Regions from separate parts of the Mus musculus genome. Here region 2 is linked to region 1. Evidence: chromatin contacts called from public Hi-C data. All regions are on one chromosome and are shown on one strand. Each heading gives the region's core, a stretch centred on a gene start, on an enhancer-like site or on the middle of the called end of the contact. The rest is flanking DNA. Distances are from core to core; before and after follow the strand shown.

Region 1 (7,249 bases), core at 3,342-5,841:
ACATAGGCACATAGGCATAGAGACACACATACATAGATACTCAGACACACACATGGACACACAGACACATACACACACATACACAGACACACACACAGATATACACACAGAAACACACAGACACACAAAGACACACACACACAGACACACATAGACAGATACACAGAGACACAGAGACAGACACACAGAGACACAGAGATACACACACACACACACACACACACACATACACACACACACATTTCCATCTATGTCACAGTACCCACTCCATAGGTGATGAGACCCTGGGTCAGAGAGGCCCTTTATTTTCCAGAGCACCTTGTATCTAGTTTTCAGCCTGTTCTGTCAGATCTCCAAGCTACCACACCCATGAGGTAGGAGCTCTTACCAGCTGTGTGGTTGAGATTTTCAATATCTCTGTGCTTCGGTTTCTCCAGATAATAAAGGGCAATACCTATGAGGCCTTGTTATGAGGACTGATGGGGATTTGTGAACTGGTGGCCTAGAGTGCTCACAGGAAAATGTGGGCCTCCATGTCTTCTTGCCCATCCTACCTTCTCCATCTAAAGGGAAAAGAATGATCAAGAGTTGGGACCTGGCCAAACGGGCTAAGGTTTCCTGGGGAGGACAGGAATGTATTTCCCACTGGTCCAACTCCTCCTGGGCCCCTGGTTACCTCCCCACAGCCTGGATATGGGCTCCTGACACGTACTGGGTGATAAGGGCCACTCAGCAGGCAGGACGTGGGCTACGTGAGGGACCAGTGGAGGCGGCTGTCTGCCGAGCCCAAGGGGCCAAGGCCAGGAGGCTGGGCCATGGGGTCCATTGTCTGCTCACCACCCCCTCTGGCGATCACAGGCTCAGGAGCAGGCAGCACCAGGCCCTTGGCAGAAGCCCGGTCTTGTTCCCCCCACGCAGGCACGTCCTGGCCCGCACGTCACTGGGCCTCCAGCCATGTTGGTGCTGGCCGTTGCTCTGCCACTGGCCTCTAGGGGGCGCTGCTTGGGCACCTAGGAAATTCCTTGCATGGTGAGTTAGCCACTGGGACTACATCTTGAGGATACTGGGGGGTAGCTGATTGACATAGTGCAAACCGGAAGAGGGCAGAGCAAGGATGCCTTTACTAGGATGCCAGGGCAAGGACTGACCCTGGGATGGCGCTTTGGATGCTGGTTCGCTGAAATGTCAGATTCCAGGTGTATAGGTAGACAGAGGCAAGGGGGTAAGAGCTGGCCCTCTCAGGTCTCAGTCTCCCTGGGTATGAATACAGGAACTGGAGAGAGTCCTCTCTAGGTGAATGTTCATCCTGTCTGGGCTCTGTCCCACCTGAAAGTAGTGGGCAAGATTGGACATGTTACAAAGCTGTGCCTTCCTCTCTCCTTCTCCATCAATGTTAGGTCATCTTTAGGGTCTCTGTGGTCCCATGCCCTTGGAAGTCCTTGAGGGATGCTTGGCAGCTAGCTTACTTTCTTCAGAGCCCCCAAACCCAGGCCTCCTAGGGCCAGGGCTGTGCCTCTGATCAACAGGTTAAAAATAACCCCCATGGGCTTTTCTCCCTCCACAGGAATGGTGTTTGTGTTGGCATCCATGGGCCCTGTAGCCCTGCCAACTCTCACAGCATGTGACACTGTCAGGAGACTGGAGGTGTGAGGCAGAAGTCAGCTGGAGAGGCTCCTGCGGCCGGCCGGCCGCCTGCTTCCAGGTGAGGGGACAGAGAAGAAAGAGGTCAGAGATGCTGGCAGAGCCACCTGTCATCCCAAAGCTGCCCACGAGGCTGGGAGCACATGCTGGGCAAAAACAAAGTTCCTTTCACAATGAGGAGGGCATAAACTGGGTCGTACCTAGGTGTGGGCCAGGCTCCCCTGGGTCAGCCAGGACACTCCCAGCCCTCATCCCAGAACTGCACTCAGAGATTCACAGGACTGCAGAACAGGGAATTCTACACTTGAAGTCAGAGCATCTTTTTCAAACCTCTGCCCAGGCAGGAAAAAAATGTCAAGCTCCATTAGAGAATATTTGTAGTTTGACCTGGATGCCAGGCTCAAAGCTGGCATACACAATTAGTCTTCCTACATCTGTCCACTGAGCCCGGTCTCTCTCTCTCTCTCTCTCTCTCTCCCTCTCTCTCTCTCTCTCTCTCTCTCTCTCTCTCTCTCTCTCTCTCTCTCTCGTCTTTCTCTCTGTCTCTGTCTCTTTCTTTCTCTTTAACAGAAGAAAGGTAAAAAGAAGTTAGGTGATTTGTCGTAAGTGGCTCTTAAACTCCACATCAAGACACCCCTGCCCTCCCACCCTCCACCCCCCATCCCCCATGTGTTTGACCTCACAGCCAGAAGCCGGCTGGTCGCAGGTCTATAGCAAAGTGGCCTCAGGCTTGGACCATTGAGGCTGCTCCTTCACCCCTGGACTTTGACCCACATCTTGTTACATCTACATCTTTCTTCACAGCAAGTACCCTTTCCTGGGAAGTCGGAATTCTCCCCCAGGAACCAGAGATCTCCTGATTATATTGACGTTAATGAAAGACTACTTCTCTTTTCCACCAGAGATGTGACGTCCCCATTGCCCCGCCCTCATCCTTACTCACTGTCATGGCGGTCACACTCAGACTTTAACATGAGGAATGTATGGAGGAGTGATTCTATCTGTTTCAATGACGTGCCCAACGTGGCTTCAATGTTGCCCGAGCCTTCTCTTCCTCAGGCAACAGGAGCTCAGCCCCTTTTCTTCCTGGGCTTGTGTTTGTCCTCCGTGGTGCCTGTGCTATCCTGCCTGGCCTCTGCAAGCTCCTTTGGGCAAATGGGGACATGGTTGGGGGATATAAGAGCTGACAGCACCCCTCCACAAGGGTTGCTAAGCAATGGGTTTGCAGTTTGTTGCCATCCCAGCAGGTCCCCCCACTCCCCTACCCTACATCCCAAGGATGCTGATATGGGTTTAAGATGTCTTTTGGGTCTCCAGGGGCTAGGGCTGGTGTTCCAGATAGGGAGTCCTATTTCCTCTTCTACACGCACATCCCAGGCCTCTCTGCTCCTCACCCTCCACTGGTGTAATAATGTGGCATGCACAGAAGAGGCGTTCCTTGCCAGAGTCTCCACATCAGCCAGGTGAGGAAGGGTCTGCTCTTTCCAGGTAAGGGTCCCAGACCTAGAGGGGAGCTCTACCTGGGGGTCCACCGGAGGAAAGGCTGTATCATTTAATGTTTGGTTTACATAAGATGCATGTTCTCACTCATGTGCTTGAACCCTGGAGGTAAGCACTCCTGGGGTAATGCAATGGTTAAGCGCTGGGAGGATCCCAGTCTTGTCTCTTATTGATCTACTAGCTTTCCACTTCCAAGGTCATCACAGTTCCCAGATGGCTTCTGGCACTCTAGCCAGCATGAAGGACAAAGACATCCTGAAATAGGAGCTCTCCCTTCTCTTTATAGGAACTTCCTGGAAGTTGTATTTACTTCTTTGTAGGAGAAACAGCAGGCCTCACTGACAAGGTGGTGGCTGCTTCTGCATAAAGTCAGGTGCTGCGCAGCCTCCCAGGTAACTTCAGCATGAGGGCCAAACTGAAGTCTGCCTGAGAGCCTAGAGAGTGGTGACACAGACAATGACAGCCAATGGGGAACTGCCACTTGGAGGACTCACTTGCTTGGTACCAATGGGATGATGGTGGAGGGTCTAAAGGGCGCTCCCTGGGAATTAATAAAGGTGCTTGATACTGCGATCTCACCTGCTCCCCACTCCCAGAGTCTGATCCAAGCTGCCTCATCCCCAACCCCCAAGGGCAAGTATGGTTGGGCAGTCCAGGGTGCAAAGCAACATTTCTTATATCCCATTGATTAGAATTCAGTCATCCAGCCAAACCTAGCTGCAAGGGAAGCTGGGAGGATGTAGTTTTGATCTTATGTGCATCTGGCTAAAAAAAAAAAAAAAAAAAAAAAAGATGAGGTTCCTCATCTTTCTTCTTCCTCTTCCTCTTCTTTCTTCTTCTCTTTATGTATATAAGTACATTGTACCTGTTTTTGGATACACCAGAAGAGGACATCCTATCCCACTACAGATAGTTTAGAGTCACCATGGTTGCTGGGAATTGAACTCAGGACCTCTGGAAGAACAGACAGTGCTCTTAATCACTGAACCATCTTTCCAGCCCATCCATCTTCCTGTTTTTAACAACATTGATTTTTCTCCCTTCTCCAAGGTCTTGGTTTTCCTGATACTTAGTGTTTACTGCCAGAATTGTGAATGGCAGCCATGTAAAGATAGGTACGTCTACCCTTATCTCATGGTAGACTGATAAATAATAAATAATTATTAATTAACTGACCTTTTTACAGTTGGGCCAGTTGAACTCCAGAGAGGTTGGGTAATTTTCCTTAGAGCACACAGCTGGGCTGGGAGCCCAGTACCTGTCCTCCCCTTTTACTGGTGCCCACTGTAGGGGTGGATGTGCTGGACCCTCATTGGGTTGGACAGGAAGAACTGGAATGGCCTGAGCCCTAGGAGGGGGTGTGTCTGGAAGCCGAGGGCAGGCAGGGGTGTGGCCTTAGGCACAGGTGTCTTCTCAGCACTTACTCAGTGCATGGTCAGCGACACGTCTGAACAGGGCACTGACGGGTTTGGGGATTTCTGCTGGCGCCAGATGCTGGCCACTGTAGCCACATCCTCAGACGCCACATTTCCCCAGATGAATGTCCGAGACCTAGTGGTGAGGGAAGGCAGATATACGGGACAGCTTGGCTCACTTTCCCTGTCTCCCTCCAAGCCACCCTGGTGATACTCACTGCCCCCTCTGAGTGTGTGTGTCCATGTGTATGTGTCCATGTGTGTGTCTGTGTGTCCATGTATGTGTCTGTGTCCGTGTCCGTGTCCGTGTGTGTGTGTGTGTGTGTGTGTGTGAGAGAGAGAGAGAGAGAGAGAGAGAGAGAGAGAGAGAGAGAGAGAGAGAGAACGCTCTTTGTCTTCGCTTCATGAATGTGCAAGCAGGGCATCAAGTCCCTGCTAGGCTGCTTGGTGGGGAAGTGGAGAGACTGCAAACGGTTGAGAGAAAAAGTCTAGACGCTAGGCCTGAGGAAGCCCATCTGGGCTATGCCTCTACCTCCGGGTAGGACTGTCCTTGCTGACCCCCGATATAAGGTCATTGCCCTGGCCTGGTGTGGAGAAACTCTGCGCGTAAGTGTGGTTACTGCAGCTTACATTACTGTGGTTAGTGATGTGGGTCTCTGGCCAAAGAGGAAGAGCTCAGGAGCTGTGTGAGTCACAGCTGGCGGACTACAGCGGGGTGTGTTGGGGACAGTCCTGAGACGCAGATGTGACCTCTGCCCTCGGGAGGTCTGGCCAGATGTAGACAATGAACAGAAAGCACTGTTTGAGGCTGGAGGCCCTCCCCTCCTCGAGAAAAGACCTTCCTGGTTAACTGTGATGAAATTTCTCTGGGATTGATCTGCAGTTCTGGCAAGATGGGCAGATCCGGCCAGGTCTGGGCAAGGAGCACCTGCGAATGCTGTACCAGGGACGGGACATGGCAGAACGCTACGCTGCTGTTAGAGTCTTTACCCACTCAGCAAGTGTGCCAGGTGCTCAGGGAAGACTGGCATCAAGCAATTTGCACAAATAAAAACCATTACAAACTGTAATGTGCTGGGAAGGAGAACCCCAAGTGGGTTCTGGGAAACTCACCAGGAACTTGGATTACCTGAGGTTGGACCTTATATTGAAGCTGACCTCCTGCCTAGCTGGGCTCTCTCTCTTTCTCTCTCTCTCTCTCTCTCTCTCTCTCTCTCTCTCTCTCTCTCACACACACACACAAACACACATGAACACACACATACACACAAATACTCACACACTCACCCTCACAGATACACACACCCACACACACTTACTCATACATGTACACACACACATTCGCACACTCACTCACTCACACATGTACACACTCACACACACATACTCACTCACTCTCACACATACTTAAATACACTCACACCCACTTACTCATACATGTACACACACTCACACCCACTCACATACTCATACACACATACACTCACACACACACATATACTCACACACACTCACACATACATATAAACACTCTCACACACACTCACGCGTGCTCACACACACTCTCACACACATACACACTCACACATGTACACACACACAACTGTCAGGTAAAGTCAAACATTTAAGTGACAACTGTGATACCATCTGTTTGGTCCGTTCAGAAGCTTCCTACTTGCATGGGCCATGGGCTGTATCTGTATGGCCAAGGCCCTGCCCTAGGCCTGGCATAAGGAGGTACCTGGGATTTGGGAGGACTCAGAATGCCACCAGGACTCTTCTGTCCACCCCAAAATTAATGTTAGGACGCTGGAGATGAGGCACAGGGGGTTATGGACCGTCCAGGAAGGCTCCAGGGATGAGTAGGGATGGGCCTGGAAGGGCTTGAACTTAGACGAGGGCTCAGCATGATGGTAGTGGTCCAACTATGGGATAATGAGGAGGAGGCTGGAGATACAGAGGGCAGGGCAGATTTGGGGTAGCAAGCAGCCCTGTGCTGCATATGCTTGAGGCTGGCCTTCAGGCCAGCACTGTTTGTACCCTGGATGGGCATGCAGGGTAATGGTGGGTTTCTGTCCCACCCTTAGTCACATCATATGACCCTCTGGGGAGGGGTCTGGGCTGATCCAGAGCTGAGAGCTTCCTCCCCACCAGCCCTTCCCCGGCCCTGGCTCTGCATCACTAGGAATAGTCACAGATCACCCGAGGGTACTTAGCAGAGCTGATCTCCCTCAGCCTTGGGTCTCTGTCTGGAAACTGACGTCCCTACCTCCTGTTGCTGGACCCATCTCCAAGCTCTAGTGCCTTTCTCTCGTCCTGTTCATCAGCCTGGTTCTCGCTACACTAAGACCAGGCAGGGTCTCAGTAGGGTGAGTTGCTCAGGGGGCATCTCCGCTCTTGCCAGGAGCTCATCTCCCTCGTAGCCCCTCCCCTGCTGCCGACTGTTCTTCAGGGAGAAGGCTCACTGGCAGAGTGGCATGCTGCCCACCAATGGGGGCCATGCCAAGCGTGATGTGATGTGTGCTGATCCCTCTCCACGCCTTGCTGAAGACCAGGGGCTGATGCACCCGCAGGCTGGGGAGCCTGGGCGGTTCTCCCATCGTCTCCCTGGGGGAGTATATCACAGTGAATAGAGGGCTCCCTTGTGTTATGGGTGGAGGGGCCAGTCCTAAAGACTTTCCTAGACCCCTTAT
Region 2 (7,249 bases), core at 2,301-4,800, 380 kb after region 1:
GGCCACTGTGGTCTTCTGCCTGGCTGGGGCTGAGGTTGGAGCAGGGACGGGAGCCTTACCCAAGGCAATGTAATAAAGCAGGCTCTTGGCTTCCCCGTGTGGTCAGTGCTTAGAAATGTGGGGCCTGTGCATAGTAGGGAACTGCCTAATGGGCCCTGTCAGTGGACCTGGGGCAGGTCCATGTGCCACACAGGTCCCATCGTCTGCTGACGGGCACCACACTGCAGTGAGGGCCTAGTGACTGTCAGTTACTAGCAGCTTTCAGTTGAATCCAGGAATTTGAGCGGGCCCCTAACTGCCCCTTCACACCATCTCCACCCATCTACACTTGATGCCTCCTCCTTCATTAGCTCATCCCAGGCCTCTGCTTCTTGGTTCAGAATTGTTTTCTGGCCTTTCATAGCCAGGTGACTAGATTGCCAGAGGGACAAAATGACAACAATCAAGACAGAACAAAAAGGCCCAACAGTTGAACTTTATGAAAGAGTGTTTCGACCCCACATAAATATCCAGCCTGCCTTCCTACAGCATGAAGGGCAAGTCCATGTTCTTCTCTCCTGTGCCTACGTAGATGTAGCCATAGTTCTTGGTGCGAGGAGCGTGGTAGAAGGTGAGGCCTGGCCAGAGCAGGCTGCGCAGCACCACCAGTGCGTTGCCCCTTTCCATCTGGATGCTCCAAGACCCTGGATGGGAGGGACAATTGAGGCCTGGCACTGAGGTGCCACTGAGAAAGTTGCTGTGCTCCTGATGGTCACAGTCACTTGCTCATGACACAGGGAAGGGAGCAAGTGTAGAGGTGACTTCAGGGACCCACAGATGGTGTGGCTCCCTTTCCTTGCTTCAGGGTAAATCACTGACCTTGGGCCTCTGCCCTAAGATCGATGAGACAACCAGGGGCTCAAGCTGAAGTTGGGCCATTTCAGGCCTCCACCTCAGTGGTCTGCCCAACTGCTGATGGGTGGAGTCATGCCTGGTAGGAGGAGACCTCGGCTGCTGAGTCTGCCCCATGCTACTCAAGACGCCAGGCAGCTCAGACCAGGCTAGGCTGTGCAGCCAGGATGACTTGGCTGGAAGGGCCTGATCCAGCTCCAAGGGAGGGAGCCGCTGTGTGGGAGGAAGGAGCCTGGGAAAATCGCCTCTGGATGCAGATCTGGGCTTCTATTCCCCTGCGCACAGAGGCCTCTCCCCCAAACCAGCCACAGCCCTGCTCTGGGCCCTGCCAGGAAGGCAAATAACTTTTGAAGGTTTTGGTACAGGACCAACCAGTTATGCTCAGAGGGCTGATCTGGAGCCTTCATCAGTTGCCAGCTCAGCCCCGGTGCTGGCTCCCACCACTCAAGCTTCCCGCAGCCTACCTCCAACCATGGCCCACCCTGGTCACTCCACACCCAGCAGCCTCACGATTCAGTCAGTTTCCACCCTCCAGAGGCCACCCTGCATCAGAGAAGCCTATCCCCGTGTAGCTAGCTGCCTGCCCAGGTCAAAACCAGAGCTTTCTGGAAGCATGGAGGTCCTCTGCCCCTGGTCCTGACTGAGCCATGCACAGAACAATGGGGTGAAGGCCACACCATGGGCCTATCGCTTGCTCTAGGCCCCAGTGCCACCGCCAAGGAATCAAAACATCAAGTGAAACAGGCCCCGGTTGGTACGACACCTAGCCAACAGCTGTTCTTTGGGCACCTGAGAACCCTGGTGGCTTTCTTGGTCACAAGTCTCCAGGAAACATTGCTTGAGGGGAGACAAGGATAGAATGTTACAGAACAGTGTCCCAGGCCCTGTGTTTTATCCTTGGCAACAAAAAGACCCAGAAATATACAGTTCTCTAGCCTTAAGTCCCATTACTGGGGCCCAGAACATCATTTGGACAGCTTTCTACAGAGACCTAATCCCTCATTGCCCTTGGAGCCCACAGCTACACAGCCTCTGTGAGATAAGCAAGACCAAGCTCTGATTGCCCACCCAGGGAGGCTGGCTTGCAGCGTCCCTCACTCAGGCGCTAGCCTGGAGAAAACAGCCTAGGGTCTATCCCTAACCCCACTGTATCCAGATATCTATCGATTCAACCAACAGCATGGTGGCATGGGGCCCCTCAGACCAGCATGTCTGCTCACCTCTTACTTCGAGGAGATGGGAAGCAGAGGCTGAAATGAGTAGCCCAAGCCCAGCAACATGGGTAAACTGTGAGGAAGTTAAAAAAATACAAATACAGATGCCAGTGAGGGCGGGACCAAGCAAGCCAAAGGGTGCTGAGTTGCAGCATGCCAGGGGCCGGGCTCTCTGCCTTCCCGCGCAGCCCCGGCATCGTGTTCTTGTCCTCTCAACCTCCCTGGTTCAGTCAGCTCATCATCTGGGACACACACCATGTTCCATTCTCTCTCTCTCTCTCTCTCTCTCTCTCTCTCTCTCTCTCTCTCTCTGTGTGTGTGTGTGTGTGTGTGTGTGTGTGAGCAGACACACAGTGTGTACCTGACACCTTCACCTCCATCTCAACTGTAAATATGGAAAAACCAGGCCCAGACAACTGTGGTAGTAGCCCTTTGAAGGAATGATCCAGTGGATCAGTTCACAGCCCCAGGCCTCCTCAGACCTGGCTTCCTCTCCAGAGACCTGTACTGAGACTGGGGAGAAGATCCAGCCTGGAACTCAGCAGCTGAGCCTCTGCAGTTGGCAGGAGGTCTTCCTGGGTTTCCCAATGCCAGAGAGAGTAAGGGCCAGGCTCAGGTCAAACTGTCGAGGGAGCAGCAGGTATCCTACGTCTCAACCCCTAAAGGTCATCACACTAAGCAATGGCCGGGAAGGCCTGGGTAGATGGCTCAAAGCTAGATTTGATTCCCAGCACCTACGTGATGGCTAATAACCATCTAACACCAGCGCCATGGTGGCCTCCATAGGCACCAGGCATATGTGTAGTACACAGATATACATGCAAACAAAATACCCATACAGGTAAAATGAAATTTAAAAAAAAAAAAAAATGGGCTGGTCAGATGGCTCAGTGGGTAAGAGCACCCGACTGCTCTTCCGAAGGTCCGGAGTTCAAATCCCAGCAACCACATGGTGGCTCACAACCATCTGTAACAAGATCTGACGCCCTCTTTTGGAGTGTCTGGAGACAGCTACAGTGTACTTATATAATAAATAAATAAATCTTTAAAAAAAAATGGCTGTAAGTTCCTGAAAGCCACCATTCTCTTTACCACAAGGTAGAGTCAATCCTCTCAGAGTGGGGACAGAGAAAAAGGACACCCCTGGTGCAGCCTCCAATATAAGTAAACAATGGGGTAGGGGTAGGGTCCTCTGATCGCTTCTAAAAGACGTAGGAGCCATCTGCACGAACCCCCATAAAGCTGATGCCACACTGCCCATTCTCTTCAGGCTCCCTGTCCTCACTAACCACCAGCAGCTTTTAAAGGTCAATTTCTTGGCTGCAGGACTCTTGCTGCCCTCTGCTGCCCAAACTGGGCACTGCACTGAGTACTCTTTGTTGGGACCCCGGCCACCTGCTGCCTCTGCTGCCTACTCTGTGCGCACCCCCACCCCATCCTACCCTCCAACATCTTCCAGTATAACTTCTGTTTTTTCAGCTTCTCCTGGTTGCGCTCAAACCTTCCTGACTTAAGAGCGTTGTCTTTCTCATTCCAAGGGCACCAAAAGAACTTGGCACGCAGCAGCTGCTCCATGCTCTGCTGACAGAGCGGAAAGGTTAAGGAGTATTGAATGGCAGAGTCCAGGTGAGGAAGCTGGCTGCCCTGCGTACTGCCCCACCTGTCTTCCGGTGCAAGCCCGCAGCCAGGAAGTCTTAGCACTCATCAGGAGGAGGATCTTGCCAGGGATCCATCCCTACAAAACTTTCCATCCCAGGACATCACACAGCAGCTCACTGCCAAGATATTAGCCTCAGGCAATATCCCTCTCCATTCTGTTCTCTTCCACTCAGAGAGAAGCTGTGAGCTCTGGGCTTATCTCTGTGGGCACAGGGAACAGAGACCCCAGGACAAGGCCCACTTCACACCTGCTTAGAGGTGACCTGAGCCATCTTGAATGACTGCTTCAGACTCAGAAAGCAATGTTCCTCCCTAAGTAGAAAGAGCTAAAGATCTACAGACTCCACCCCTCTAGCCAGGCATGGTATCCAAGGGTTCTAGTCCTGACTCTGCACAGGTCATCACCACTGCATCTGCTAGGCAGGAGAGGCGCCCAGCGGCTCATTCAGCTCTCACTAGAAGAGTCTGGAAGGAAGCCAGAGTGTGTCTGATAAGGAGAGCCATCCCGGCCTCGTCATTCTCCTTCTGTTGCCAACGAGTCCCAGAAGCCACCTCCCCATCACTGTAAGCCCACACTCAAGGTGACTTGGCTCAGGTGCCTCCGTGTGGTGGAACCAGCTGCTCAGAACCATCGTCCCTAGCCCTGTGAGTCGCCCTAAGACAGGAACCTGCAGGTTTGCTTGTCCCTTCTCTGTCCACCTGTGAACACTGCCTTCTGATCACGGGCCTTCCCTTAAGCCTCCTTAGCTCTTCCCACCAAAGCTTGTCAGGAACCTGGAAATTATATATGTGTACATATAAAATCCATATTTTGGCTGAGTGGATGGCATGTGTCTTTAATCCCAGCACTTGAAAAGCAGAGGCGGGTGGATCTCTGCAAATTTGAGGCCAGCCTGGTCTACAGAGTGAGTTCCAGGACAGCTAGGGCTATACAAAGAAACCCTGTCTCAAATTTAATAATAATAATAATAATAATGTTTCATATAGCTCAGCTGACCTAGAATTTACTATGTAGCCAAGGATGACATTAAACTTCTGACCCTCCTGCTACATAATGACGGGGAGGAGGGCTGGTACCAAAGTGGGTTGGATATCAGCAAATAGAGAGTTATCAAAGGACATAGGAAATAGAATGATGATAGGAAGGAGAAATAAACCTAAAAGGTCTAATGTAAAACATGGTAACTGTAGTTCATGATGAATATATACGGATGCAGATATATATGGATTTAGACATATAAATGCAGATATATTTGAGGTAGGGTTGTGCACTGAAGTCCAGGCATCTGAGTCCTGGGATCACAAGTCTGCACCACCACAGTTGACTTTCCGTTATGCTCCTGGACAGTGCAATAGCAGACAAGTGTGCTCCTGGGGGGAAGCTACCTGAGCTAGACTCAACTGTTAGCCTCAACTGCTCGGGTAGCTTATACACACACACACACACATATACACACACACACACACACACACACACACACACATATACACATATATATATATACACACACACACACACATATACACACACACACACACACACACACACACACACATATACACACACACACACACACACACACACACACACATATATATATATATACACACACACACACACATATACACACACACACATATATATATATATACACACACACACACACACACACACATATATATATATAGCTTTACCCATTAAAGAAAATAAAAAGATTTTTAAACTTAAAATACCGTGGGAGCAAGGTGGCTTATCTGTTAAGGTATTTACAGCCAAGCCTGACCATCTGAGTTAGAACCCTGGAGCCCACAGAGTGGAGGAGAGAACTGACTACTCCACGAGTTGTCCTCTGACCTCCACATGCCTTATGGCATGCGCACACAAACAAATCCATCAAAAAAATTTGACTTGCCAGGCAGTGTTCATGATAAATACAGCTTTACCCATTAAATAAACGCCTTTAATCCCAGCACTTGGGAGGCAGAGGCAGGCGGATCTCTGAGTTTGAAGCTAAACTGATCTACAGAGTGAGTTCTAGGACAGCCAAGGCTACACAGAGAAACCCTGTCTGGAAAAAGCAAAACAAACAAAAACAAAAAAACAAAAAACATTAAAAAACTGGTTGAAAAAAAAAAGCTCAGAAGTGCATTAAAAATGATAACAACAGCAACAACTGCTAAAATCTCGAGAGACACTGTGTCACTCTACTTCCCTGCTCCCCACTTAAGACCAGGCTCTGGCTCAGCCCACCCCTCAAGAGGTCACCGGTGAGCTGCCAATGCAGGCCCAGGTTCTCAGCCCCCGCTGTAGAGAAGGAAGGTGGATGGTGTTGATCTACTGCTTTGATCTGCAGGCCAGCCCCACACCCTGAAGCTAATGGCCGGTTTGTTACCTCTGGGGATGTCATATTCCAGGGAGTCCAGGAAATCCAGCGAGGGCTCCAAGTCCGACTTCTCCAGCAAGGTCTTGTTCTTCAGATCAATAGCCTCCCTGAAGTGGAAGTACGAGCTAAGCTTCCTGACCTCGGACAGGGGCAGGCCTGGGAAGACGAGGTGGATGGAGAACAGTTAACCAGGGCTCCTTCCTCCCTGCATGGCTCAGAGGGAGGAGGCTGTGCAGGGTTCTGTCCACCAGACAGATGACCCAAGCCACAAAATGGAGCTCATTCCCGTCCCCCATACTTGACCCTGACCCCTGTGAGGAGCAAGAAGGGGCTGTAGCAAGATCAGGTAACCCTGATTCAGGAAACCTCAAGTCACCATGATTGTAGACTTCCGCCCCTGCTAAGACTTTCAGCTGCATCGTTGAACTGTCAACTGGCACAATGGCGACTTGCCTGGGAAAAGAGTTTGTTTGTCTATTTGTTTGCTTACTTGCTTGTTTTTTCATTATTTTTTATGTATATTTTTGAGACAGTCTCACTGAAGCTCTGGCTAGTTTGAACTCACAAAGAGGTCCTCTTATTTTCTGTGTATTTATTCCCTAAGCCAAAGTATATATTCACTAAGAAAGAAAATACATGTTTTCATCTCTATTCCTAAAAATAATAATAATAATAATAATAATTGTCAATGCCTCTGCCTTTAGAGTACAGGACAGGTCTTAACAAAGAAGTACAGGGGGCTGGAGAGGTGGCTCAGTGGTTAAGAGTACTGACTGCTCTTTCAGAGTTCCTGAGTTCAATTCCCAGCAACCACATGGTAGCTTACAACCATCTGAAATTGGATCTGATGCCCTTTTCTAGTGTGTCTGAAGACAGCTATAGTACAGTTGTATACATAAAATAAGTAAATTTGTTTGTTTGTTTGGTTTTGGTTTTGGTTTTTTTGTTGTTGTTGTTGTTGTTGTTTTGTTTTGTTTTGTTTTGTTTTGTTTGAGACAAGGTTTCTCTATATAGCTCTGGCTGTCCTGGAACTCACTCTGTAGACCAGGCTGGCCTCAAACTCAGAAATCCGCCTGCCTCTGCCTCCCAAGTGCTGGGATT

Evidence for each region. Hi-C and Micro-C count contacts between places; a contact is called where the count stands out from the background.
Region 2: a Hi-C map of bone marrow-derived macrophages shows a contact between it and region 1, with 24 read pairs. The contact joins two enhancer-like sites. A contact is called at or near these places in 15 of 39 promoter capture datasets (the 3T3-L1 cell line, the C10 cell line, the HPC-7 cell line and 11 more), 1 of 15 datasets of contacts at CTCF or cohesin (the NIH/3T3 cell line), 3 of 484 Hi-C or Micro-C datasets (Sertoli cells, bone marrow-derived macrophages and embryonic stem cells), 18 of 115 datasets of contacts at active chromatin or transcription factors (bone marrow-derived macrophages, cardiomyocytes, craniofacial prominence and 11 more) and 4 of 9 other capture datasets (adipose tissue, liver, macrophages and 1 more).

Annotation. Positions count from the first base shown.
Region 1 is chr17:45,747,655-45,754,903 of GRCm38.p6, forward strand. It overlaps F630040K05Rik (RIKEN cDNA F630040K05 gene), which reads left to right. Exons shown (of 5, transcript NR_152153.1): 2 at 1,565-1,702. Among named protein-coding and RNA genes, the nearest start is that of F630040K05Rik, 17 kb to the left of the region's middle. Within about 2 kb of position 4,592, at least 134 of the 459 cell types and tissues checked have an H3K27ac peak or open chromatin away from gene starts, as enhancers often do. A contact at or near this core is called in bone marrow-derived macrophages, where this site is marked.
Region 2 is chr17:46,128,816-46,136,064 of GRCm38.p6, forward strand. Rsph9 (radial spoke head 9 homolog (Chlamydomonas)) reads right to left here. Exons shown (of 5, transcript NM_029338.4): 4 at 6,158-6,304; 5 at 455-683. The coding sequence ends at 523. Mrps18a (mitochondrial ribosomal protein S18A) reads left to right here. Exons shown (of 6, transcript NM_026768.3): 6 at 1-93. Among named protein-coding and RNA genes, the nearest start is that of Rsph9, 12 kb to the right of the region's middle. Within about 2 kb of position 3,551, at least 23 of the 459 cell types and tissues checked have an H3K27ac peak or open chromatin away from gene starts, as enhancers often do. A contact at or near this core is called in bone marrow-derived macrophages, where this site is marked.